4 separate regions of the Sus scrofa genome follow, and regions 1, 2 and 3 are each linked to region 4. Evidence: chromatin contacts called from public Hi-C, promoter capture Hi-C and targeted proximity ligation data. All regions are on one chromosome and are shown on one strand. The core of a region is the stretch at or near the end of the contact, and the rest is flanking DNA. Distances in the headings are between cores, read along the strand shown. Region 1 holds the start of MCM4 (DNA replication licensing factor MCM4). Region 2 has its middle 110 kb from the start of UBE2V2. Region 3 holds the start of UBE2V2 (ubiquitin conjugating enzyme E2 V2). Region 4 holds the start of SNAI2 (zinc finger protein SNAI2).

Region 1 (5,504 bases), core at 582-3,081, 420 kb after region 4:
CAGCAACATTGATGGGTCTAGAGAACATTATACTTAATGAAATGTCAGGTAAGAAAAAGACAAATGCTATATGATATCACTTATGTGTGGCATCTATAAACACAAATAAATCTATACACAAAACAGAAACACACAGACATAGAAAGCAAACTTATGGTCAACTGTGATAAAAAAAAAGAAAAAAGAAAACAAATTTACGGTTATCAAGGGGAGAGGAAAGGAGGGAGAAATTAGGAATATGGGATTAACAGACACAAGTGCTATATTTAAGATAGAAGGGCAATATGGGTTTACTGTATAGCACAGGAAGTTATAGTCAGTATAATAACCTATAATGGAATATAAACAAAAAAACACATATAATAACTAAATCACTTTTCTATACACATGAAAATAACACAATATTGTAAATCAACTATACTTCGAAAAAAATAGTGTGTCAATTTGGAGACAGCCATATTTCTCTTCTTAAAAACTTGTCAGCTACATAAGGATCTGCCCCTAAATATCACAGGTTACTTAGATGCAGTTACAAACACTTTCTTCCAGCCATTTCTGGAGCCTGCAGGATGACAAATATCTCACCTGAAAATTTTCTTTGCACGTTGCCACATTTACATCTGTTCCCCAAATCACGAGCTTCTGGCCCAAAGACTGCTCGCTTGCCACTATATCCTCTGCGGCCGGCTGTATAGGAAAAGACGACGTGAGCAGGGTCACGGGGATGGCTCACCTCGCCCGGCCCCTATGCCCGGGACCGCCCAGCACTCACCCCGTCCGAGTGCAAGTCCACCTGCAGCCCCTTGCGCGCCGACCCCAGGTCGGGCCTCTGCCGCACCGGTGTACCACGAACGCCACTCCTTGGGGTGCCCTCCACTCTTGAGCTTGGGGTGCCGTAGGTCAGCGGCGAGCTCATGTCCAGGTCCAGGGGGGCCCCTGGGGACCGGGTCCCATGGGGTGAGCGCAGGGGCCTGATTCTCGTTCACTACCCCCACCTGGGAGCACCCCACCCCAGCCACCTCCCAATCCTGCGGACCCCCGAACCCCGACCGGGTGGCTAACCTGCCGACGGCGCACGGGGCGAGCTGCGGAGCTCGATGCCTGGCGACAAGGGCAGCAGCTGAGGTTCTCCAGCTGACGGGGGGTCCTGGCCTAAGGGGAAGGGCATGGCGGCGTCGGCGCAGGTGGCCCCGGAGCCGCACGGAGACTGGGGACTCGGGGCTGACCCGGCACTGCCCGCCTGCCCTCCCCGGGGACCCCACGGGGCACAGCCCAACCCCGGGTATTCACCTGGCTGCGTAGGGGCGGCCCGCCGAGTGCTGCGACGGCTTGGGGTGGACGCCGGGGACGACATGGCTGGCTGCACGACAGGGATACTGGCTCGAGTGGATCCTCCCAGATGGACGCCCGCCTTCTTCCCGCGTTCCTGAACCCCTTCCTCTCAGCCCTTCCCCCAGCCCCGCCGACCCGCGGGGCCACACCTGAGGGTCGCGCTTGCTTTGCTCCAGCAGGGCCCAGGTTTCCCGCCGGCGGCACCGTTGTCTCCGCCCCCTGGCGGCAGCCCACCAATCAGAGCGGCGCCCTGCTTCCGGAAAGGACCACTGTGTAGCAGCAGGGGAAGCTAGACGGCCTCCCCACGCGCCCCGCAGGAGACTGACGCAGAACTCCCCGGCTCGAGTGGTCTTGTCCGCGACTGGAGCGCGATTTCGCGGGAAATCTAGGGAGATCGCCTGACTGCGTTCAGGGTCCAGGCGCCAAAGGGCGTTCCTTGGTGGAGCCGCTCCTGCGTCCTTTGGAAGTCCAAAGGATACGTCCCTGCTCCTTACACAGGGCTAGCTGTCGTCCCTGATCCGAGCCCTGGCCTGTCTCTTTCTGCCTGGGGCACTTGGTCAATTCGCCACCTGTCCTCCGCATCTACTTCTGGAGGTCGAGCCGTTGAATTCCTGACTCTCCCCAAGTTCTAACGTTTTGTTTTAAGGGTACTGTGGACCCCACGTTCATAACCCTCCCCAAATCTTAAAGTACGTGTAAGTAAGTCACTATTCCTACAGGGAGACCCCCTCGAGGGTCCCGGGAAAGGTTTCAGCACGGAAAACCGAATCGAAGGCATTTCAAGGACCGGAAAGTGTGTGCGCAAGCGCCCGGGAACCTTGCAGGTCCGCGAAGCCCCGCCCACAGCCCCACCCCCTGCGCCACCGCACTTCTGGGCCGGGGCCTGGTGTGCGCAGGCGCGATCCTCCGCCGTCATGGCTGATTCGGGGTCCGGCGTGCGGCTCTCCCTGCTGCAGCTGCAGGAGTCCTTGTCGGCCTCCGACCGCTGCAGCGCGGCGGTGGCCAGTTGTCAGTTGCTGCGTGGTCTGGGGCAGGAGTGCGTGCTGAGCTCCGGCCCGGCGCTGTTGGGTGGGTACGGTTCCTCGCTTCCGTCGGCTGGTCCAGCGTGGGCGACTAGGGCGGTGTTTGAACTGGGTCCTCAGAATTTGTGATGTGTTCAAAAGTGGTTTAACAGCTGCCTCTTAACGGCAGAGTTGAGGTATTTAAAGCAAAGCCGAGGGTGGTGAGGGAGTTCCCGCTGTGCGCAGTGGGTTAAGAATCCGATTGCAGCGGCTCGGACCGCAGAGGTGCGGGTTCATGCTCCTGGCGCAGGGGGTGAAGGCTCCCTCCTTGCCCTCTGGGCCGGGCATTTCCCCGTGTCCCCTGCGGCCATAAATCAATGCCCTGAATTGGGCCATCATTGCTCTCCACAGTGGGGAGGGTAATCGAGAGGATAGTGTTTTCTTCCACGTCACTCTCGCCTAAACCCGCCAGTCCATCTTCCAAAAGTTTCACTGGGAATATTCAGCGTATGTCTATTCTCTTGAGAGGTTATCCAGAAGTGTATTGATATTCTACCCCTTCTCAGACATAACACAAGCTTAGTGTTTAAATCAACACAGGGTTGTTAAAGTTTTGGAAGCCCAGCAGGCCTCTCATCAAGCTAAAACCAAGGTAGCAGGCATGTCCCCTTTCCTTTTTCTACAGCCCTTGGGGAAGAATTCATGTCCTTTTTCATTCAGGTTGTTAGCAGAATTGAGCTCCTTGCAGCTGTAGGAGAGAGGTCCCTTTTCTTCTTGCTGGTGCTCCTTGCTTCTAGAAGGCATGTGCAGTTCGAGGACTATTCCTCCCTATCTTCAAAGCCAGCAGCAGTGGGTCGGGCAACACAGGTGGAATCCTTATGTTCTCTGATTACCCATCTTCCTCCCCTCTTCCTCTTGTGAAGGCCCTTTTGAGTGAACTGGGGCCCCAGGTGGCCCAACAGTCTCCCCAGTTTAAGGACAGCTGAGTAGTGACCTTAGTTCCACAGGCAACTAATTTTCATTTGCCATGTAAAGTGAGCATACTGACAGGTGTGACACTAGAAGTTAGGATATGGACATCTTTGGGACCATTATTCTGCCTACCTTATCCCTATGGAACGTCATCTAGAACTTCCTGTTTTCCTTGCCAAAATATGGCCGCCTTAGGCTAGTGTTTTATCACTCAAAAGGCAACAGCTTTAGGGGGCATTTATAGAGTACTTCTTGGCAGTTTACTAATTTGTTGCTTTTTTACAGCATTACAGACTTCCTTAGTTTTTTCCAAAGATTTTGGTGTGCTTGTATTTGTTCGGAAATCACTTAGCATTGATGAAGTAAGTTGAAGATTTCCATTTTATTCTTCTTGATATGCCTTCATGTTGAGGGACTGTGATTCTTACTCATGTATACTATGATTTTTTTTTTAATTATAGTTTCGTGATTGTAGAGAAGAAGCCTTAAAGTTTTTATATATTTTCTTAGAAAAAATTGGCCAGAAGATCACACCTTATTCTCTCGATATTAAGGTAAGGAGGAAAAAACATACCTTGTGTACCAAAGTCCATTGTAACTTAACGGTGTAGATTAAACTTGGATTTTGATTTTATGTCTACATTTCTCATTGGGGAGCTTATTTATTTCTTTCTCTCTCTCTTTTTTTTTTTTTCGAGTTTACTTATGTCTGCTTGATTGTGTTAGAAATGCAGTGGGCTTTTTTTTTTTAATTTAATGAAGTGAGGTCCTAGTCAAGAAGTAGTAAATGGGAGTGTGTTGTATTTTGGTGCTGCTCTTCTCAGAAGTAACTTTAGTTGTTGTTAAATCTTAGTTAAACAACTAAGATCTTATTGATGATTTGGAATATCTCCTTTTAAAACCTAGAATACTTGTACCAGTGTTTACACAAAAGATAAAGCCGCTAAATGTAAGATTCCAGCCCTAGATCTTCTTATTAAGGTAATTAAAAAAAATTTCCAAGTGCATGTGTTTCATATTAAGTGTAACTTAAATAGAAAGCTGGAGTTTGGGGTTATGTTTTGGGTGAGAGGTTTTGGGATAAGCTCAGATCACATCCACGTGTGGGGAGGATGCACGTTTCCCAGCCATCACCTAATAATGTCTTGGTATTTTGCCTTCAGACCCTTTTGGGAAGCAAGGGAAGAATTTGGGGTTGTGAGGGGGATGAGGGGGAAGACAGCTGAGGAACTGACTTGCTCCTAAAACCTAATGCTGCTAAGAGCTGCCAGGCTCCTCCTCATTGTGCCTTTGAATGTTTTCCAGAGGGGCCTGTGTGTTGTTTTTAGTGGTTGTAGGGGCTCACGCTCACCTGGGTCTTGGTCTTAGATGCATCTCTCTTATCTTGTCTGTCTTAGGATTTCTTTGGGTCTGTTTGGTCCTTCTTGGCCTCAGTGCCTGAGATCATGGGTCTAGTGATAACTTTTCTTAAGTCTACATCCTCTTGCTTTTGTAAACCCTATTTTTCCACCACCCACCTCAAATTCCACCTCCCAAATAATTTGGCTGGAGAAGAGTCCTGATGGGTCAAGCGTGAGTATAGGTCAAGCACGAGTGCCCCAAGGTCCACGGTTGTGGGCCTGTGCTGTGTGCAAAGTCGGTTCCCTCCATCCTCTGTAAACTTTGCTGACTTGCACTCTTTCAGTTACTTCAGACTTTGAGAAGCTCTAGACTCATGGATGAATTTAAAGTTGGAGAATTATTTAGCAAATTCTATGGAGAACTTGCATTGAAAACAAAAATATCAGATACAGGTGAGATTTATATTTAAATATTATTGTAAAATATTTTAAGAAATTTGGAATTCTGTTATTGCCTTGTTGCCACGGCTTGTGTTGCTGCTTTGGCATAGGTTTGATCCTTGGCCCGGAACTTCCACATGCTATGGTCTTGGATTTAAAAAAAAGCTAAAAACATTTTACGCTAAAAAATTATCACTGCATTCATGTCGTGGCGCAGCGGAAACAAATCTGACCAGGAACCATAAGGTTGTGGGTTCAATCCCTGGCCTTGCTCAGTGGGTTAAGGATCTGGGGTTGCCATGAGCTGTGGTGTAGGTCGTAGATGCGGCTCAGATCCCGCGTTGCTATAACTGTGGTATAAGCTGGCAGCCGTTGCTCTGATTGGACCCCTAGCCTGGGAACCTCCGTATGTTATGGG
Region 2 (5,752 bases), core at 2,773-5,272, 280 kb after region 4:
ACAGTCCTTCCAGCTAACTTCCAGCAACTTGTACAGACACCATGAAGAGAGGAAAAAAAATCCCCCTTGTGCCCAGAACCCTTGGGGTTTGCTCCAACAACATTCCCATGCCCCACACAGCAGTGTTAGCCACAGTGGTCGTGCTGGGCCTCACACTTGGGCCTTGTGCTTCCTGTGACTGTGAACTAGAACCCTTGACACCTTCCTCCACACGTCGCCCCTGGCAACCACCAACCTCACCTCTGTCGCTGTTTGATGGGTTGTTGTTTTTGTTGTTTTAAGATTCCACATATACGGAGTTCCTGTCGTGGCTCAGTGGTTAACAAATCCGACTAGGAACCATGAGGTGGCGGGTTCGATCCTTGGCCTTGCTCAGTGGGTTAAGGATCTGGCGTTGCCGTGAGCTGTGGTGTAGGTCGCAGACACGGCTCGGATCCTGCGCTGCTGTGGCTATGGTGTAGGCCGGTGGCTACAGCTCCGATTAGACCCCTAGCCTGGGAACCTCCACATGCCGCGGGAGCAGCCCTAGAAAAGGAAAAAAAAGAAAAAAAAAAAAAAGATTCCACATATCAGAAAGATCAAATAGCACTTGTCCTGCTCTGACCTGTCTCGCTCAACATGGTGCCTTCGAGGTCCAACCAGGTTGGATTGGTAGGCTTTCCTCCTTTTTACAGCTGAGCATCATTCCACTGCGTGTGTGTCTCTAACGACATCTTTATCCATCCTTCCACCCATGGACATAGGCTGCCTCCAGGTCTCGGCTGTTGTAATTAATGTCGTAATGAATATAGGGGTGCATACATATTTTTGAGTTATTGTTTCTATTTTCTCTGGATACATACCCAGAAGTGGGACTGCAGGGTCATGTGGCAGGTCTGTTTTTCACTTTTGAAGAACGTCCACACTGTTTTCCATGGTGGCTGCACAAGTTAGGTTCCCTTTCTCACATCCTCGCCAGCACCTATCTCGTCTTCTTGATGACAATGTGAGGTGATACGTCCTTGTGGCTTTGATTTGCATTCCCTGGTGACTAGTGATGTCGAGCACCTTTGCAGGTACCTGTTGGCCATCCCGATGTCCTCTTTACAAAAATACGTATCCAGATCCTCCATCCGTTTTTTATTGGATTATTTGGTTTGCTGCTGTCGCATTGCACAAGTTCTTTATATATTTTGGATATTAACCCTTATTAGGGTTTGCAAATATTTTTTCCCATTTCATGGGTTATTTATTTTTTTTACTGTGTTGATGCTTCCGTTGCTGTGCAGAAGCTTTTACTTTTTTATTTTATTTTATTTTATTTTTTGCTTTTTAGGCCGCACCCATGGCATATGGAAGTTCCCAGGCTAGCGGTCAAATCAGAGCTGCAGCTACCGGCCTACACCAGCAACGATGGATCCCCGACCCAATGAGCGAGGCCAGGGATCAAACCCACATCCTCATGGATACTATTCGGATTCATTTCCACTGCATCACAACAGGAACTCCATGCGGAAGCTTTTTAGTTTGAAGTAGTCACACTGGTTTCTTTATTTATTTTGTTGCTTGTGATTTTCAAGAAATCATTACCAAGATCCATGTCAAGGAGATTTTTCCTGTGTTTTCTTCTAGGAGTTTCACAGTTTCAGTTTCACAGTTCAGTTTCACTTAAATACTTAAGTCTTTAATTCATTTCGAGTAAAGTTTTGTGGGGGGTATAAGATAGAGGCCAGTTTCATTTTCTTACATGTGAAGATCCAGTTTTCCCAGCACCATTTATTAAAGACTCTCTTTTCTCCATTGGGTATTCTTGGCTCTCCTGTCAGCTATTAGTTGACTTTCTATGCTTGGGTTTATTTCTGGGTTCTCCATTCTGTCCCATTGATCTGTGTATCTGTGTTTATGCCAATAGTGTCCTGTTTTGATAATGGCAGCTTTACAGTATAGCTTGAAACCAGGAAGTGTGATGCTTCCTGCCTTGATGAGCTGATTTTTATATGACCTAATTTTGAGACCTTTGTCAGTCCCTCAATCTCTTTGAGTATCTGTTTCTGAATCAATAAAATACGGAGTTTGGACTATTTATTGCCATGGTTCTTTCCAGGTCTAAAATGCCATTTTCATTTAAAGCAGCCTTACTGTGGGGGACAACACACCTTAAAAGGAAATGGCAAGTCCAAAGTAAAGCAGCACATCTCTGAAGGGTGGCTGGTGGGGGCAGCAGGGGAGCAGCCCGGCTTACTCAAGGCTGGTCCCTCCAGAAGGAACACCCATGCAGGATTTAAACAGATGAGAAATAAACCTTTGTCATCTTTACCCCTTTATACACTCAGAGGCTTCACTGCCATAACAGCCACTGTTAACTGATACACTTCTGGGCCTTAGTTCCGTCATTTAAAAGAATGAGACCAGGAGTTCCCGTCGTGGAGCAGTGGTTAACGAATCCGACTAGGAACCATGAGGTTGCGGGTTCGGTCCCTGCCCTTGCTCAGCGGGTTAACGATCCGGCGTTGCCGTGAGCTGTGGTGTAGGTTGCAGACGCGGCTCGGATCCCGAGTTGCTGTGGCTCTGGCGTAGGCCGGTGGCTACAGCTCCAATTCAACCCCTAGCCTGGGAATCTCCATATGCCGCAGGAGCGGCCCAAGAAATAGCAACAACAACAACAACAAAAAAAGACAAAAAGACAAAAAAAAAAAAAAAGAATGAGACCAGTATGTCGCCTCTAGGAAAGTTTCTGTAGTTTATATGGAACAGCGTGAGTGAAAGGCCCACCATGAGCCCTCAGCAGCAGGTGTCACTCTGGGTTCCGTCCCCAGCCCCACTGCAGGGAAGGACACAGAGACCCTGCCCCCTGCGTGGGCAGTGAGGCCATGCTCCCTGAGGTCACCAGCCTGTGTCCCCAGGGAGACCCATTGTCATGAGTGCCCCAGTCACCCTCCACCCACACCCCCCACAGTGCTTTCCCTCCCCCCAGGTAAAACCAGGCTGAGCCTGGAACAAGCGCCATCGTGTGACATCCATGTGTGTCTGTGTCTGCAAGGAGGCAGGAAGACAGCATGTGCTGAGCCTGGACCCCCAGGGACACCTGCTGCCGCCTTCCCCACCAACAAAAACCACTTGGGACTGCGAGGCCCATTAGGGAGGCCACGGCATGAACGGAGTGCAGAGGCACAGAAGAAGGCCAGAGTCAAGACAATCATCCTTGGGCTATGGTGCCTTTGGCGCAGGGCCACCTCCAAGCACTGGTCACCCTTGCTTGGTCACCCATGAGAGTGCAGGAAGACCCAAACTTCCAAGGGCCACCGAGTGCTCTGCGCACCAGGAGCTGGAACATGAAGACACAGCGGCAGCTCCCAGTGTTTCCTGTCGGCCTTGCATCTTGGCCTCAGTGGCCCAGCATTTCCTCTGTTTCATGCCACATCTCCAATACCCTGGCTTCCTACCACTTTTCTTGCCCATTTCCTCAAAATAGATCTCATTGTCCTTTTTCTCTACAAATGCTTCCAAGGTTTCCAGTTTCCATTACCCAGGAGGAATGCACCTGTGGGTGCCCCCCCCCCCCGCCCCCAACAACCAGCACCTTTGAACCACAAAACAGCAAGGAGCCCAGAGGCCGGTGGGCGGATGGGAGGTGAGGCTGCAGACCCGCCCGGTCAGCTGGGCTTTGCCTGGAAGTGCCGGCCCTGGGAACCTGGGGCGGCTGCCACCCAGCCGCGAGGGAGCCGGGCTGCCAGCCTGCCGCCCCTGCAATGCCCCCGCATGGTCAGGCCAGTGTCCCGCTGGGGCTGGTCCTCAGGCCCCGCCTTCTCAGCCCTCACCCGGCTGCCCACCCCGTCACTCAGTGAGGGGGTCCCTTGGGGCAGTCAGACCCGCCTCCCTGAAATCACCCCTTCCCCCGGCCTGCTCTCACACTTCCCTTTGCTGCCACTGCTTCTTAGTGTGTTTTAAGGCTCCTCGGAGACTCGCCTAAGACTCTGCTGAGACTTTGCACGCCCTCGGCCCGGGCTCCCCGCCGGCGACGGGCCCGCGAGCGCCCCAGTGTGGCGCCCGCTCCCGCCCACCTTCCCCGTCCACAAACCTCGGGAGAAAGAGAGGCAGGCTGGGGCGCGGGCGGGATTGGAAGCTGTAATTCAACCTAATAGTTGAGGCTTGGCAAGTGCACCTCTGGGACTTCTTGAAAACCCCCGAATCTTTTTCATTTCGGAGCAATTAAGCCGACCCCGGCGTCCTGGCTCCAGGAAGCCGCCCGCTCTGGGTTTATTGCCGTTTCCTCTCCCCGGGCCAGCACCAGCTCCAGCCTCGCCTTTCGGTGCCACCGAGGGGCCCCAGGAGCCCGTGGGCGGGGGCGGGGCGGGCCGCGGGCACATGTGGCTGCCAGGCCCGGGCTGAGGCGCTGGTGTGCAGCGTGATCAGAAACATCCAGCGGTAATTTAATAGTTCCCCCCAGCACGGACGTGAAGTCCGGGGAGGCTCCTCGCAGCTTAACCCTTGGAGGGGCGACAACGGCCAGAGGGAAGGGAAATTCGGCTCAGACGGTTGTTGCCCTGGGATTTTTGCTCTTCAGACGTTTGCTCTGCTGTTAGAGAGGAAGATGAGATCTTGGGGGACTTGCTGGGCTGAAATATGTATGAAATGCCCTCTTCAATCCTGGGGGAGCACCTTCCCACCAGACCCACGCCAGTCAGGGGGTGACCAGGTGCTGCCTTCCTAAGAAGTGTTTGAGTCCCACTTTGATTTAAGAGACTGAGGTCCCTCTCCAGCTGGGGAGCGCCCTCTGCAGTGAGGACCGAGGGCAGGCTCCGTCCCAGTGGGTTCTGGGACGATCCCACAGCTGAAGACTAGAAGCGTGAGCCGTGGAAGAAAAACGTCTTCCGGCTAGAATTTTTCTTCCTAAATTACAGTAAATTTCCCTAAAATCCATCACCTGCCATTGTCAAAACTTTCCACACCCAATCAGCCGTCAAGGCTTCTGCTGCAAACACACCACCTACTGTGTGCCCTGGAGCCTGCTGCAGGAAAATCCCCTCCCTGTCCCCATCCAGCTCCACCCAAAGCTCCCAGGAATGTGCACGAGACTCCCCCCACCCGACCCACAGAGTCAGACTCCAGGCAGGGTTGGCATTTGCCGACTCCCTGTCACTCTGAGCCGCTGGCCTCCAGGAGCAGCTCCACCTCCACGTGAGACAAGGGGTGCAGCTGGCCCGGCACCCACCTTGCTTCATGGCTAAGACACCAGCAGCACCTCTGGCTTCACTGCCCTTATCTGCACAGCGTCGTCTGGTACAGTTTTGTGCACGTGGAACGAGTTAACATTGGAAAAGCATTTGGAACAGAAAGTGGCTACTGTGGGTGCCAGGCGGACGACGTGCATCAGACCATGTGGCACCGGCTGCTGTGACCGAGAAAACCGCAGCATTGGGAGAGCTTGGCCTGCCCGGGAGCAGGGCTGCGTCCCTGGGAAGGGGCTCCTCATCGACGTGGTACAGACGGAGCCGATTAGGAGACAGCAGAGATGACCGGAGGGGCACAATGTGCTTATTTATGAATTAGCAGCAGGGCCAGCCACTGCCCCAATTGCTCCAGCCCCAGCATGCGGCGGCTTCCCAACAGGCCCTGCTCTGTGAACAGCAGAGGTGTGGGGGCCCTCGGGGCTGCACAGGGCCTCTTCAGAGACCACATGCCCACCCCCAGGGCCTAATACCCCAAATCCATGCCTGTCTGGGGTCTGCGCCTGTCCAGGGTCTGTGAAACCTGTGCCTCTGCTGCCTCTGCC
Region 3 (5,985 bases), core at 1,790-4,289, 390 kb after region 4:
TACCAGACCATGATGTTAACAGGAGAAATTGGATACATGTATAGGAATGCCCTGTACCATCCTCACAACTTTTCTGTAAAATTTGAAAGTACTCTAAAATTAAAAATGTACTATTACTATAAATTATTGCATACACTTTTAATTTTGAATCACAGGTACTAAACATAGCAGTGTATTTTTATTTTTTTTTTAAGCTGTGTGCTATGAAATCATACCGACCCCCCAGAAGTGACTCTGCCTCTGGGAACTGGGAATCTAGCCAGTGGGGTTTCCACCACAGCCCATTTCATGAATGGAAGTGTCTGAGAGTCTGAATAAGGATTCTACTAGAAGAGAAGCATGAAAGCCACTCTCAAATCTAAAAGGGAATAAGGGCTCCTGATTTCAGGATTATTCCAAATTCAGAGTTCCTCATGATGAAAAAAGCACTAGGCTGAGAGTAAAAAAACTAGATTCTAATCTGGACTCTATTGATAACCAACTATGTAAAATCTTATATTTCCTTAGGCCTCAGTTTTCTCATCTACAAAAAAAGAGGATCAAGTAGTATGGCGAAGTATGTTTCAGCTCAGAGGTCTGTTTAATTAGAATCCCCATCAATTTTTTTTCTAGTAACAGAAAGGATAAAAACATATGACTTAGGCAATGGACATTAAAATACAGTGCTTTAATTGAGGTAAAAAAAAATATTTGTCGGATGCTTTTTCTTTTTGGCCTATCAAATAACTATTTTTGTCAAGGTTATTTTGGCTCAATTAAAAAACAAGTAGGAGTACCCACTGTGGTGCAGTGGGTTAAGGATCCATCTTATCTCTGTGGAGGCACCAGTTCAATCCGGCCCAGCACAGTGGATTAAGGATCTGGCACTGCTGAAGCTGTGGCATATGTTGCAGGTGTGGCTTGGATTTGATCTCTGGCCTGGGAATTTCAATATGCCTCAGGAGCAGCCAAAAAAGAAAAGGAAAGAAAAAGAAAAACAAGCAAACATATACAATACCTGATCTAACTAATCTAATTTAAATTTCAAGCTTTACCACATCTACTTCACAGATATAAAGGTACTGTTTCCCTCCCTTACTACCAAGAAGCAAATATGAAAGTGTAACTAAGAGAAAATATAATTTAAAAATAGCTCCAGGAGTTCCTGCTGTGGTGCAGTGGGTTAAGAATCCAACTACATCGGCTCAGGTTGCTGCAGATGCATGGATTCCATCCCCAGCCTGGTGCTGTGGGTTAAAGGATCCATCATTGCCGCAGCTGTGACACAGGTTGCAGCTGCGGCTCAAGTTCAATTCCTGGCCCAGGTACTTCCGTATGCCTCAAGTTCAGCCATTAAAAAAAAAAAAAAAAAAGTTCCAATACATAATCCAGAACTTACTTTAGACACCTCTCCCCCAAGTGGACAACACTGTCACTCTTGTAAAGCACAAAAAAGGATAACTAGAACATAAAATTCACCAGGGCAATTTTTAGCAACAGTTTCAAAACAAATTTCAGTGGTTTAAGAAAACATCAATTAACTGCCTAAAATATATTCTTTTTAATTAAGCTAAAGTTTCAAATCTCATAAATCTAAACGGTGTAAATACAGAATTTAGGAATGCTGAAAATACAGACCAGAAAATACACATTCCAATATATAACAAATATGCAAATAATCTCACGGCAATTTCCTTACAACTCCCCCAAATGATTAAATGTGGTTAATAAAAAGTACCTGTCATTAATATAACCATTGGTCTTTTCAAAATATTTCCACACTCTCTCATATGTACAGTGTGTGTGGGGGGGATTGTGTTTAAGTAAAAAATGAAATCCACAAAGTGAAAACTATCAATCGAATGAAAATAAATCATTTTATTACTAAGTTTTCAAGAACCTATAAATACTAAGCACATCTCATAAACACAGCCCCACTAACAAGCACGCAGGATTTCAAATGGAAAGGGCAGTAATTATAAAGTTTTAACACTAAAATATCACTTTTAAATCACCCATGCTTTATTACTTAGTTCTCATCTCATCTCTCATCAGTCTACTGAAACAGTTCCCCAACACCAAAACTAAACATCTTATCGTGACGCCTGCACGTAGTCAAGATGAGACATTAAAAAGACACAACTTCTCACTGAAATGAATGTAGAATGGTATTACCTTGAGACTACCCATCACAACATACACTGATGCCTTCCACTTTAGTATGTAGACTTGAAAATTCGTTTTATTATATAATGATGACATGAAATGCAAAACTAGTTTGTATTAATGGGTATGATTAGAAAAATTAAAGATCATACGCATTAATATTTTTAAGTAATAAAGCCTAACATTTTGACTTTAACATTTAATAGTCAAATGTCTAAAATCTTAGTGGTAATACTTAATTTCAAAGTCTGTGCTCATAGAAAACAAAACTGTATTAAGTGCAAGAAAGGAGTTGAATAGCTAATCTAAGAAATTGCTTTTTCTTCAGTTAGCGTTCACCTCACTCCTTGCTTTTACTTAGTTTGCACCACAGTTTTTCACTCAAATGAAAGATAACACACCTGCGGTCAGTTAGGAGACGGCCCCGTCCTCCGCCCACGTCAAGGCGAGTCAGGAATCAGACTCGCTTCAGCCTGGACCCCCAAGCGAGCCCTCCCGCGCCCAGGTGGAGGTAGCCCACCCTGGGCACCCCTGCTCGCTCTCTCACAGTCCGCGAGCCCCCGCCTGCCTGACCCAGCAACGCCTGCAGGACCCCAGACCAAGCAGGGCCCAGCCCAGCTCTAGGGCGCGCAGCCGACGCGCGGGCACGACCGCCGCCCCGACAGCAGCCCCGACCCTCCCTGTTCCCAGTGCGCTTCACGGGGAACGCAGCCGCCAAGGGGCCGCGCTCCTGCTTCTCCGCATGGCCAGGCCGATAGCCGGCAGCAGGCGGAGGCGCAGCTCGGGTCGGGGTGGAAAAGCAAGCGGCCCGGCCGGGAACAGACCTGTGGAGACCGCCATCTTCTCCTGCAGCCCGACGCACCGCCCTCACGCACGCGAAGACCGCGCCACTTCCGGGAGCGCCACTGCCCGCCCTGCGGCTTCCGACTGCAGGGTCCCGCCCCGCGGCTTCCGGTGCGTCACCACGGACCCGCCCCGCGGTTTCCGGGTTCCCGAAGCGCTGCAACTACTTCAGAGAAATGTGACAGAAGAAGTTGACGGAACACTCTCGAGTCAGTCACCGTAAGAGAGAGCGAAGCGCGAGGCAAGAACGCTCCGGGAAGGGCTCGCGCTTCGGAGAACCCTCGCCGGCGTGACGTCACGGGCGTGCGTCGAGCCGGGGGGCGGAGCGCCGCCGAGGGCCCCCTGATGGGGAAGGACGCGGCTCTGAGAGTTGAACGGAGGGGTTGTGGGAGGAAGGCTGGTCCCGACGGGTCGTTTTCTGTGGAAATAATTCAAGAAGCGGATCGGAAGTTTAAAGAACCCTTAAAATTAAGCTACCTTATTCGTATTTTCTTTTGCGATATGAGTTGGTGGAGGCAATGATTAAGATCTACGTCCAAGTCTAGAAAATTCTCCCCAAAAGTGTAAAAGAGCTTCCGAGTCACAGAAGAGCCTCGCTGCGAACGTGCCCCCACTGTTGGCGGCGGCCGCGGGGACGCGCACAGACTCGGGTGGTGGCGCCAAGCCGGCCCCGCGTAGGACTGCCGGCGACCCCCGAGGGCTGCGAGGTCCCGGGGTGCGTGCACCCTGCTACCCGCAGAAGGGGCGCGGACGGAGTCCCGCACCCCCCGCGCTGGTATCCCCGACCGGGCGGGGCCGGGGAGCTCGTCCCAAGTCCTGCCTTAGTGGTACTTGCTATGCACAAGGCGAGGTGGTTCTTGTTGGGTGGTGCTGACTGAAAAAAACGCACAGCCTGAAAGCTGAGAGTTAGGTTTTGTTTGGCAGACATTCTGAGGACTTGGAGCGCGGGAGCCGAGACTCAGATCACTGTGAGGGACTGCTTGGAAGTGGGGGGAGTGTAGCAAAGACTAGAAAGTCTGAGCATCAGAACATTACTGTTGAAGAACAGACATCCCAAATTAAAGAATTTCACGCTTTTTTGTCTATGGAAAGGTGCAGAGTCTGGCATTGAAATATTCCTTTGACGAACACCTTAGCTACCTTGTGCCCTTAGTATCCCGCGCCCTCAGGATGCAGCCTTGGTGGTGGCTGCAGCGCTCCCTGGGCTGAATTCCCAATGTGGTGGCCTGATGGCTATGACATCCTTTGTTTACTGATATGGCAGGCAATATTTTTGGCCAAACCTGCAGCATGTGTGGAAGTTCCCAGGCCAGGAATGAAACCTGCACTGCTGCAGTAACAATGCCACTAGATCCTTAATGCTACGCCACTATTTTCTAGTCAGAGGGGCCACTTCTTTCCACCCTGCACCCTTATTTCTCACCCATCTCTTACACATGACTTAGACTTTGGGAGGAGGCAGATCCTGTTCTTAATTTCTGAATGTGCTGTGTCAGCTGCTTTTTCTTCCCAGTTGCTCCCAGCTATGCCTCATAATAGGAAGTGGCACTATAGAGTGCTCTTTTAAGATTTGTTGCACTCTTCTCTGGAAGGAAGCCTCTATAACGGCTCCCAGTGATCCCTTCTGGTGTTGATACCTTGTTTTATAATCCTCTTGCCTTTTGTGGGGGCTGGGTTTACTGACCAGCTTCCAATAAACAAAATAAGACAAGTGCAGGAATATCACTTCTGAGATTTTGTTTAGAAAGAATAGGCTGCTGGGAGTTCCTATTGTGGTTCAATGGAAATGAATCTGACTAGGCAGGTTCAATCCCTGGCCTCGCCCAATGGGTTAAGGATCTAGCATTGCTGTGAGCTATAATGTAGGTCACAGACATGGCTCAGATCCCACATTGCTGTGCCTGTGTTGTAGGCCAGCAGTTACAGCTCCAATTTGACCCCTATCCTGGCAAACTCTGTATGCTACAGGTGCGGCCCTAAAAAGCAAAAAAAAAAGGACTCCTGGAGTTCCCTAGTGGCTCGGGGGTAAGGATTCAGCCTTGTCACTGCTGTGGCTCAGGTTTAATCCTTGACCTCAGAACTTCTGCATGCTTTAGGCATGGGGGGCCAGAGACTGGATTTCCGACATGCTCTCTCTTGCTCCCTGTGAAGGAAGCCAGCTGTCATCCTGACAGCTGCCTTCTAGAGAAGCCCACGTGGAAAGGAGCTAAGATCTTCTGGCCCAAGAACCTTGAGGAAGTGAGGTCTTCGGTTCAACAGCCACAAAGAACTGAACCCTATCAACAAATATGGGGAGTTCCCATCATGGCGAACGAATCCCACTACAAACCATGAGGTTGCGGGTTCGATCCCTGCCCTTGCTCAGTGGGTTAACGATCTGGCGTTGCCGTGAGCTGTGGTGTAGGTCGAAGACGCGGCTCAGATCCTGCGCTGCTGTGGCTCTGGCGTAGGCTGGCAGCTACAGCTCCAATTAGACCCCTAGTCTGGGAAACTCCATATGCCCGCAGGAGTGGCCCAAGAAATGGCAAAAAGACAAAAAAAAAAAAAAACAAAACAAATATGGGGGTGAGCTTGCAAGCAGATCCTCCCCGTTATCTCTTTGGATGACACTGCATCCTGGGCCAGCCCCTTCATTGCCACTCTGCTAGAGACAGAGGAACCAGCTAAAGGTGCCCAGATTCCTGACCCACCAATAATGAGATAATACATGTTTGCTGTTTTAAGCCACTACATTTTGGAATAATTTGTTTTGCAGCAATAGGAAACAAACACACTCTCTCACAGTACCCAAGACATGGAAGCAACCTAAAGTGTCCATCGACAGAGGAATGGATAAAGAAGATGTGGTACATACATATGATGGATTATTAATCAGCCATAAAAACAAATGGAATTTTGCCTTTGTCAGCAACATGGATGCACCTGAGGGGTATTACGCTAAGTAAGTGAGACAAAGACAGATACTCTGTTTTCACTTATATGTGGAATCTAAAAAAT
Region 4 (5,639 bases), core at 2,934-5,433:
CGAGGCCTGCCTGTCCCCCACCCCTCACCCCGCTGCATGCTCTCGGGGTCTAGCTTGGGGCACGGGCGGTGGTAGACGCCCTGTTCCCGCCCTTAAAACTCTGCCTCGTGCGCCCATTTGGCCGCAGTAGGAGGCTGTCTTCACAGGGCACAGACGATGAGCACGAGCACCTGATCACGCCTGGCAGCGGACACAGCGTGTTTGCAAATGTCACCTGCGTGTCTGCAAACACAGAGAAGTCACGGTGAGTTAAGAACAGATTCAAACGTCAAGATTTAAATAACGCTCGTAGTTTACAGGATGAAATCAAATCGAGGCCCCAGTTTGCAGACAAAGCGCCCGCCTTCCAGCAGGGGGCGGCCTGGTCCGGAAAAGGGACTGAGGAAGGTCGGGGCACCTCCCCACCGCCACCGCTAGGCGTCCCCCCGCACCCGCTGTACCGCAGCTCCGCCCTCTGCGCGGCCTGCTCAGCCAGTGGCCAACCCCTGACAGACGAACACCAGGACCAGGAGTCTCTTACTTTGGGTGACACAGCAGTAACCGGACAGCCCCAGAGGGGAAGGGGATTCGAAACCGAAACCAGCCCCAAGTGCAAGTGGCTCACACGCAATACACCTCAGTAAAACTGCTCCCACCTTAGCAAGGTTCTGTGCCAAGTGGTGTTACCTGTGCCCAGGTATGGTGCTTACGGACCCAACAGCGCTGGAGCTGGACCCACACGCAAAACCCGCAGCCTGAGCCTGGCCAGAGCAGTCCCGTGACCCCCAGGAAGCAAGAGCACCAGCACACAGCCCAGGACATCCTGACCGCCTTCCTCTGGCAGTTCCTCCACCAAGTCCCTCTCACTTACAGGCACACACACAGGCACACGCACGGGCACACAAGCACGGGCACACAAGCACATATGCAGCTATGCGTACACACAGGCACACAAGCACACATGCAGCGATGTACACACATAGGCACACAGGATTGCACATGCTCCAGCTGAACTCGCTGGGCAGACACATTGCCGTGTGTTGTCACGTCCATGAGTTTCATCCACATCCACTCAGGAAAGGGACCCCCTCTGTGGTGAAGCGGAGTCTGTGTCAGCAGAAGGCTACACTCACTCTGATTACTTCCCCCACTTATACTGACTTGTCCCAAAGACCCTCTAAGGAAAGCAGGGAAGAGTACGGAACCTAATTCTGGTACTCAAGGGAAACAGTTATTTCTCTTCCAGAGGTTAAATGACTTTATCTGAAGCTGAGTTCAATGAGGAATTAGGAATGAAAATGCAACCACAAGGGACCTCACACCTCTCATTCAGACTCAAAGTTACATATAACAGCCGCTGTGTTACGCACTATATGTTACGCAGTATAACGCGCTGTGGATACCCCAGTCAAACCAGCGACATTCCAGTCAAACCAGGGACATTCCAAGACTGCATCTTGGGGGGTGGGGGGGTGACCCTCCCCAGGCCGAGGTTGCCTGGTCTGCTCACTCCTTCTCTAGTGGGGAAGGCACTGCCTTCACAGACCATGGCTCCACGTGGATGAAGCTCTCCCTGCAAAGCAAATAAGCCTGGGGTGCGTTCCCAACCTCATGAATCTAGTTTACTCCCCCATTTGGCAACGCAAGAATATGTCTTTCATGGAAAAGCCTGGGTCCCTGAGAAACCCCACCAGCACCGGGAGCCTGTGGGGAGGGGCTGGCCCGCCCACGAGGTCACAGCCCTTTCATTTACAAGGATTTCTACAAATCGTCTTTGTCAGCTTCCTCAGAAAACAGGAAAGGAGAGGCTGTGGGGTAAGTCACATCAGGTCCCCTCCTAGTAAAGTTCAGGACAATTAGGGAATTAGGTCACGTGGGCTTCTAACATGTCAGACCCCTCAGACCCCAGGTGGGGTGAGGGACCCCTGGGGGCGGAACCGTGGGGAGGCATCCTTTGAAGGCCCTGCTTCCTCCCAGGACCAAGGCCCTGGGGGAGTCAAGGTGGGAGCCTGGATTTTCTTCCCCTCACTGCTGGACCCCCCACTTCTGGGCCTCCCTTGGGGGGCTTTCTCTGCACCCCAGCACCCCGGTTCCCTCTCAGGACAAGCACCTGCCATCTCCTCACTATTCTGGGCGGCCCAAGATGTCCACCCAAGACTGGTTTCTCACAGAAAACATTTCATCTAGGGCTATGCCCACACATGGCCCCTCTGGCTCGGGGGCGGGGGGTGGGGACGGCGCAGCACCTTCACCCCCCCACTGGGCCTCTGTAGGCCCTGGGGTGTGGACCTGAGGGCCTTCTCCATCCTCACGCTCCACAGCTCCCAGCTGAGCACCTGGGCCCTGACTCCCCCTCCCCCGCCCACCCCCACCCCCCTTGCAGCCCTCCTGGGCTCCGGGTGCAGGCAGACCTATGTGAAGACATGCCCCAGATAGCCTCCGACACCCTGCACCCGCCTGGTAGGCGGAGAACACATCCCAACTCTGACTGGAGTCTGTGTGCTGACCCCCCTGACAGGCTCTGTCATCTGCGTTCAAGGGTTTCCTAGAGCATTTCTGTTCAGCTTTTAAGTGGGCTGTTGGAATACACACTTGGTAGGTTAGTGGCCAAGGAACAAGTATCAGATGCTCTCTGGCCTCCCCGCTGTGAGCTGACTCTGCGTGGAGCTGAGCCGGGAGGGAAAAGCAGGAGCTCTGGGCAAGATGCAAACTCTTTTTCAGGAAGCCGAGTGGGGGGAGGAGGGCTCCTGCCCCCCAAACCAGGGCCAATCTGATCCGATCCGAGGGAGCTTGTTCTGAGCCAGCCTCCGGTGTGTGGGAGATCTGATGCATATTCATATTTTCCTTTTAACATGAAGATCCCTCTAAATTCCTTTCCCTGGCGTTTGAACTAGTTGGGAGGAAAAAAAAAGAAAGGGGATCTCTGAAATTAGCTCAGGCAGCCTGAGCCCCGCCCTCCCCTGCACACTCCGGCCTCCCCCCAAGATTAAGAAGTTATGCAGCCTGACATGCACCTTCCTCTTACAAGTCTTGACTTCACACTGTTATTTTTCACCTTTTTCCTCCCAGCACCTGTTCCAATCAAGGGTAGCGTGGTCTGATTGCAAATGTGTTCTTTCCTTAGTCTTTAAGCCAAAGGTAGGGAGAATAATCTAGAAGGGACGGAAGTGCTTGTAAATATGGATATAATTTCACTTTTCAAATGAGCCACTTTAGGGTATTTTTAGATTAAATACCATACACACAACCAAAGTATTTTTGCTGATTGCTAGACTAGCTTAAAAGTTTAACCAAGCAGTGCTCAGGATGGCACCCTTTCTTTAAAAACACAATGCAGGGGAGGGGCAGAAACACATGAATTTTGACGACGTTATACCCAAGAAAAGAGCATGGTCTAAAAGCATATACATTTTTGAAATAATTGTCTCTCAAGGCCCCTTCACACTTTTTTTCCATAAAATTACATGGCGATGCCTGAAAAGATGCAAATGCCTTTGTGGGGAACCCTTCCCGTTCCAAAGGACATTAACCCATCCTTCGCTTTCATCCGTACGGTGCCCGGTCTCGCAGGCAGCCGGTCTTTCGGGGGCTACAAAGCGCTTCTTTCAAGCCTCACGGCTAATGTGGTGACACGCCTGCTTCATTTCCCCAGGCGCCGCCTCTGGCTCTGCCCCGGGCCTCCTGGACTCGAAGCGCGTCCCCAGCGAGAGGCGGGTGGTTCGCTAGCCGCGGGGAGTCCCCTGCGGGCCCGCCCCTCACTCACTGGGGCTTTGTCTTTGCCGCTACCTTTCTTGTCAAAAGCCGGGAGTGAACTGTTCCGTCCCTGAGCGAGCAGAACCTCTCCAAAGCCCAGAGGCTGGCCTGGGACCCGCGGGCCCCCTGCCTTTCCCAGCAAGCGCCAGAGCCCACAGCTGGAAGCCAGGCCAGGTTCAGCCGGATCCAGCTCGCCGAGAGCGCGAAGGGCCGACGAGCTGAAGAAGGAAAATTACCTCTTCTTGAAAATACTTAAGCACTTTTTTCCTCTCCACTGAAAGCCGGAGAACAGCCCATTTTGAACCAAAATAATTTAGTCTGACAACAGATTCTTCCTCTGTTCACAGCTGTCCCAGAGGGAGGAGCTGAAATCCGAACCTCTCGGCTGTGATTGGACCCTTCTTGCAAAAGGCAGGAAAAAAAGGCCTCCCCGCCACCGCGGGCTCAGTCCGCGAAGAGCCTGCGACCTGGCGGCGCCGCGCGCGCACCTGCCGGGGCCGCGATGCTGTAGGACTGCGCGCCCCGCGCCCCGCGCCCGGCGCCCCGCGCAGCCGGCAGGATGCCGCGCTCCTTCCTGGTCAAGAAGCATTTCAACGCCTCCAAGAAGCCCAACTACAGCGAGCTGGACACACACACAGGTAAAAGGGGGGCTCTATATTGCAACTCAGTCTGTCTATCAAGAGGTAAATAGCAGTGTGAGCTGCAGCTCAACTTCTACAAAAGTTAGAGGCGGAGCTGTTTTCCTCTAAACAGCGTCCCTCCTGAAAGAGCGGCCGTTCCTTTGATCATCTGGGCTAAGTTTTAATTCAAACTTTTCACTGGCCAGGAAAACTCCATTCGGCTCTTGCAACGTCACTTTCTGAAGCGTGTGCATACTTGCATAATGAGTACGCGGAGGATGAGTAAGGCCACGCGTAAATGTTGAATTACTGCTTTTTTTTTCATGTCATAAGGCTCCTTTCCTTTAGAAAGCAGCTGGATTTACGCCTGTCTTTGTACTCACAGTCATAAACCCTGCAAACAGCCCACGCGTAAAATGGAAGGGAACTTCTCTGCAGCTTTCGAGGTAGTGGATAGGCTTTCCCCTCGCTGGGGACCGCGGAGGCCCTAGCTGGGCGGGGCTGGGCTGCGCTCGCTGACCGCCGAGCCGCTGCAGCCCCGCGACGCTCCGTGTGCGCCCCAAGTACAGTGACCGCGCGAGTAGCAAGGGTGGGAAGAAATGTCCTACCAACGCCTGCGAGTTCCTCCTGCGCGCGTCCTCTCGTCCGTTTGCGTTGCCAAGCAGCTTCGTGGTGGGTTTTCATAGGTTTCTCTCCGCCTCACTCTTCCTTCCCCTCTTGTCTTCCCCAGTGATCGTTTCCCCGTACCTCTATGAGAGTTACCCAATGCCTGTCATTCCACAACCGGAGATCCTCAGCTCGCGAGCCTACAGCCCCATTGCGGTGTGGACCAGCGCGGCTCCGTTCCACGCCCCGCTGCCCAACGGCCTCTCCCCCCTGTCCGGATACCCCCCACCCTTGGGGCGTGTGAGCCCCCCTCCTCCATCCGACACCTCATCCAAGGACCACAGCGGCTCCGAAAGTCCCGTTAGCGACGAAGAGGAAAGACTCCAGTCCAAGCTTTCCGACCCCCACGCCATCGAAGCCGAGAAGTTTCAGTGCAATTTATGCAGTAAAACCTATTCGACCTTCTCAGGGCTGGGCAAGCACAAGCAGCTGCACTGTGACGCCCAGTCTAGGAAGTCCTTCAGCTGTAAGTACTGCGACAAGGAGTACGTGAGCCTGGGCGCCCTGAAGATGCACATTCGGACCCACACCCTACCTTGTGTCTGCAAGATCTGTGGCAAGGCCTTCTCCAGACCCTGGCTGCTTCAAGGACACATCAGAACGCACACTGGTAAGAGGGAA

The links. Promoter capture Hi-C pulls out the DNA fragments that hold promoters and counts their contacts. A called contact is a pair of places that touch in the nucleus more often than the background predicts.
Region 1: a contact with region 4 is called in a promoter capture Hi-C map of fetal skeletal muscle, with 8 times the contacts expected there. A contact is called at or near these places in 2 of 5 promoter capture datasets (fetal skeletal muscle and liver), 3 of 47 Hi-C or Micro-C datasets (embryonic fibroblasts and mesenteric adipose tissue) and 1 of 2 datasets of targeted methods (skeletal muscle).
Region 2: a targeted proximity ligation map of skeletal muscle shows a contact between it and region 4. A contact is called at or near these places in 1 of 5 promoter capture datasets (liver), 14 of 47 Hi-C or Micro-C datasets (adipocytes, embryonic fibroblasts, epiblast stem cells and 8 more) and 1 of 2 datasets of targeted methods (skeletal muscle).
Region 3: a contact with region 4 is called in a Hi-C map of embryonic fibroblasts, with 2.0 times the contacts expected there. A contact is called at or near these places in 2 of 5 promoter capture datasets (fetal skeletal muscle and liver), 4 of 47 Hi-C or Micro-C datasets (embryonic fibroblasts, fibroblasts, heart right ventricle and 1 more) and 1 of 2 datasets of targeted methods (skeletal muscle).

Annotation. Positions count from the first base shown.
Region 1 is chr4:79,685,133-79,690,636 of Sscrofa11.1, forward strand. MCM4 (DNA replication licensing factor MCM4) reads right to left here and starts at 1,832. Exons shown (of 17, transcript XM_021089418.1): 1 at 1,482-1,832; 2 at 1,291-1,360; 3 at 1,063-1,152; 4 at 773-936; 5 at 586-687. The coding sequence starts at 1,354. It overlaps PRKDC (DNA-dependent protein kinase catalytic subunit), which reads left to right and starts at 2,243. Exons shown (of 86, transcript XM_021089419.1): 1 at 2,243-2,400; 2 at 3,591-3,667; 3 at 3,767-3,859; 4 at 4,212-4,286; 5 at 4,990-5,098. The coding sequence starts at 2,247. LOC102164310 (a long non-coding RNA gene) reads left to right here. Exons shown (of 3, transcript XR_002343341.1): 3 at 1-356.
Region 2 is chr4:79,543,964-79,549,715 of Sscrofa11.1, forward strand. No RefSeq gene overlaps it. Among named protein-coding and RNA genes, the nearest start is that of UBE2V2, 110 kb to the right of the region's middle.
Region 3 is chr4:79,649,463-79,655,447 of Sscrofa11.1, forward strand. It overlaps UBE2V2 (ubiquitin conjugating enzyme E2 V2), which reads right to left and starts at 3,040. Exons shown (of 4, transcript NM_001243391.1): 1 at 2,970-3,040. The coding sequence starts at 2,985. It overlaps LOC102164310 (a long non-coding RNA gene), which reads left to right and starts at 5,807. Exons shown (of 3, transcript XR_002343341.1): 1 at 5,807-5,929.
Region 4 is chr4:79,260,697-79,266,335 of Sscrofa11.1, forward strand. It overlaps SNAI2 (zinc finger protein SNAI2), which reads left to right and starts at 4,184. Exons shown (of 3, transcript XM_005663090.3): 1 at 4,184-4,370; 2 at 5,083-5,628. The coding sequence starts at 4,292.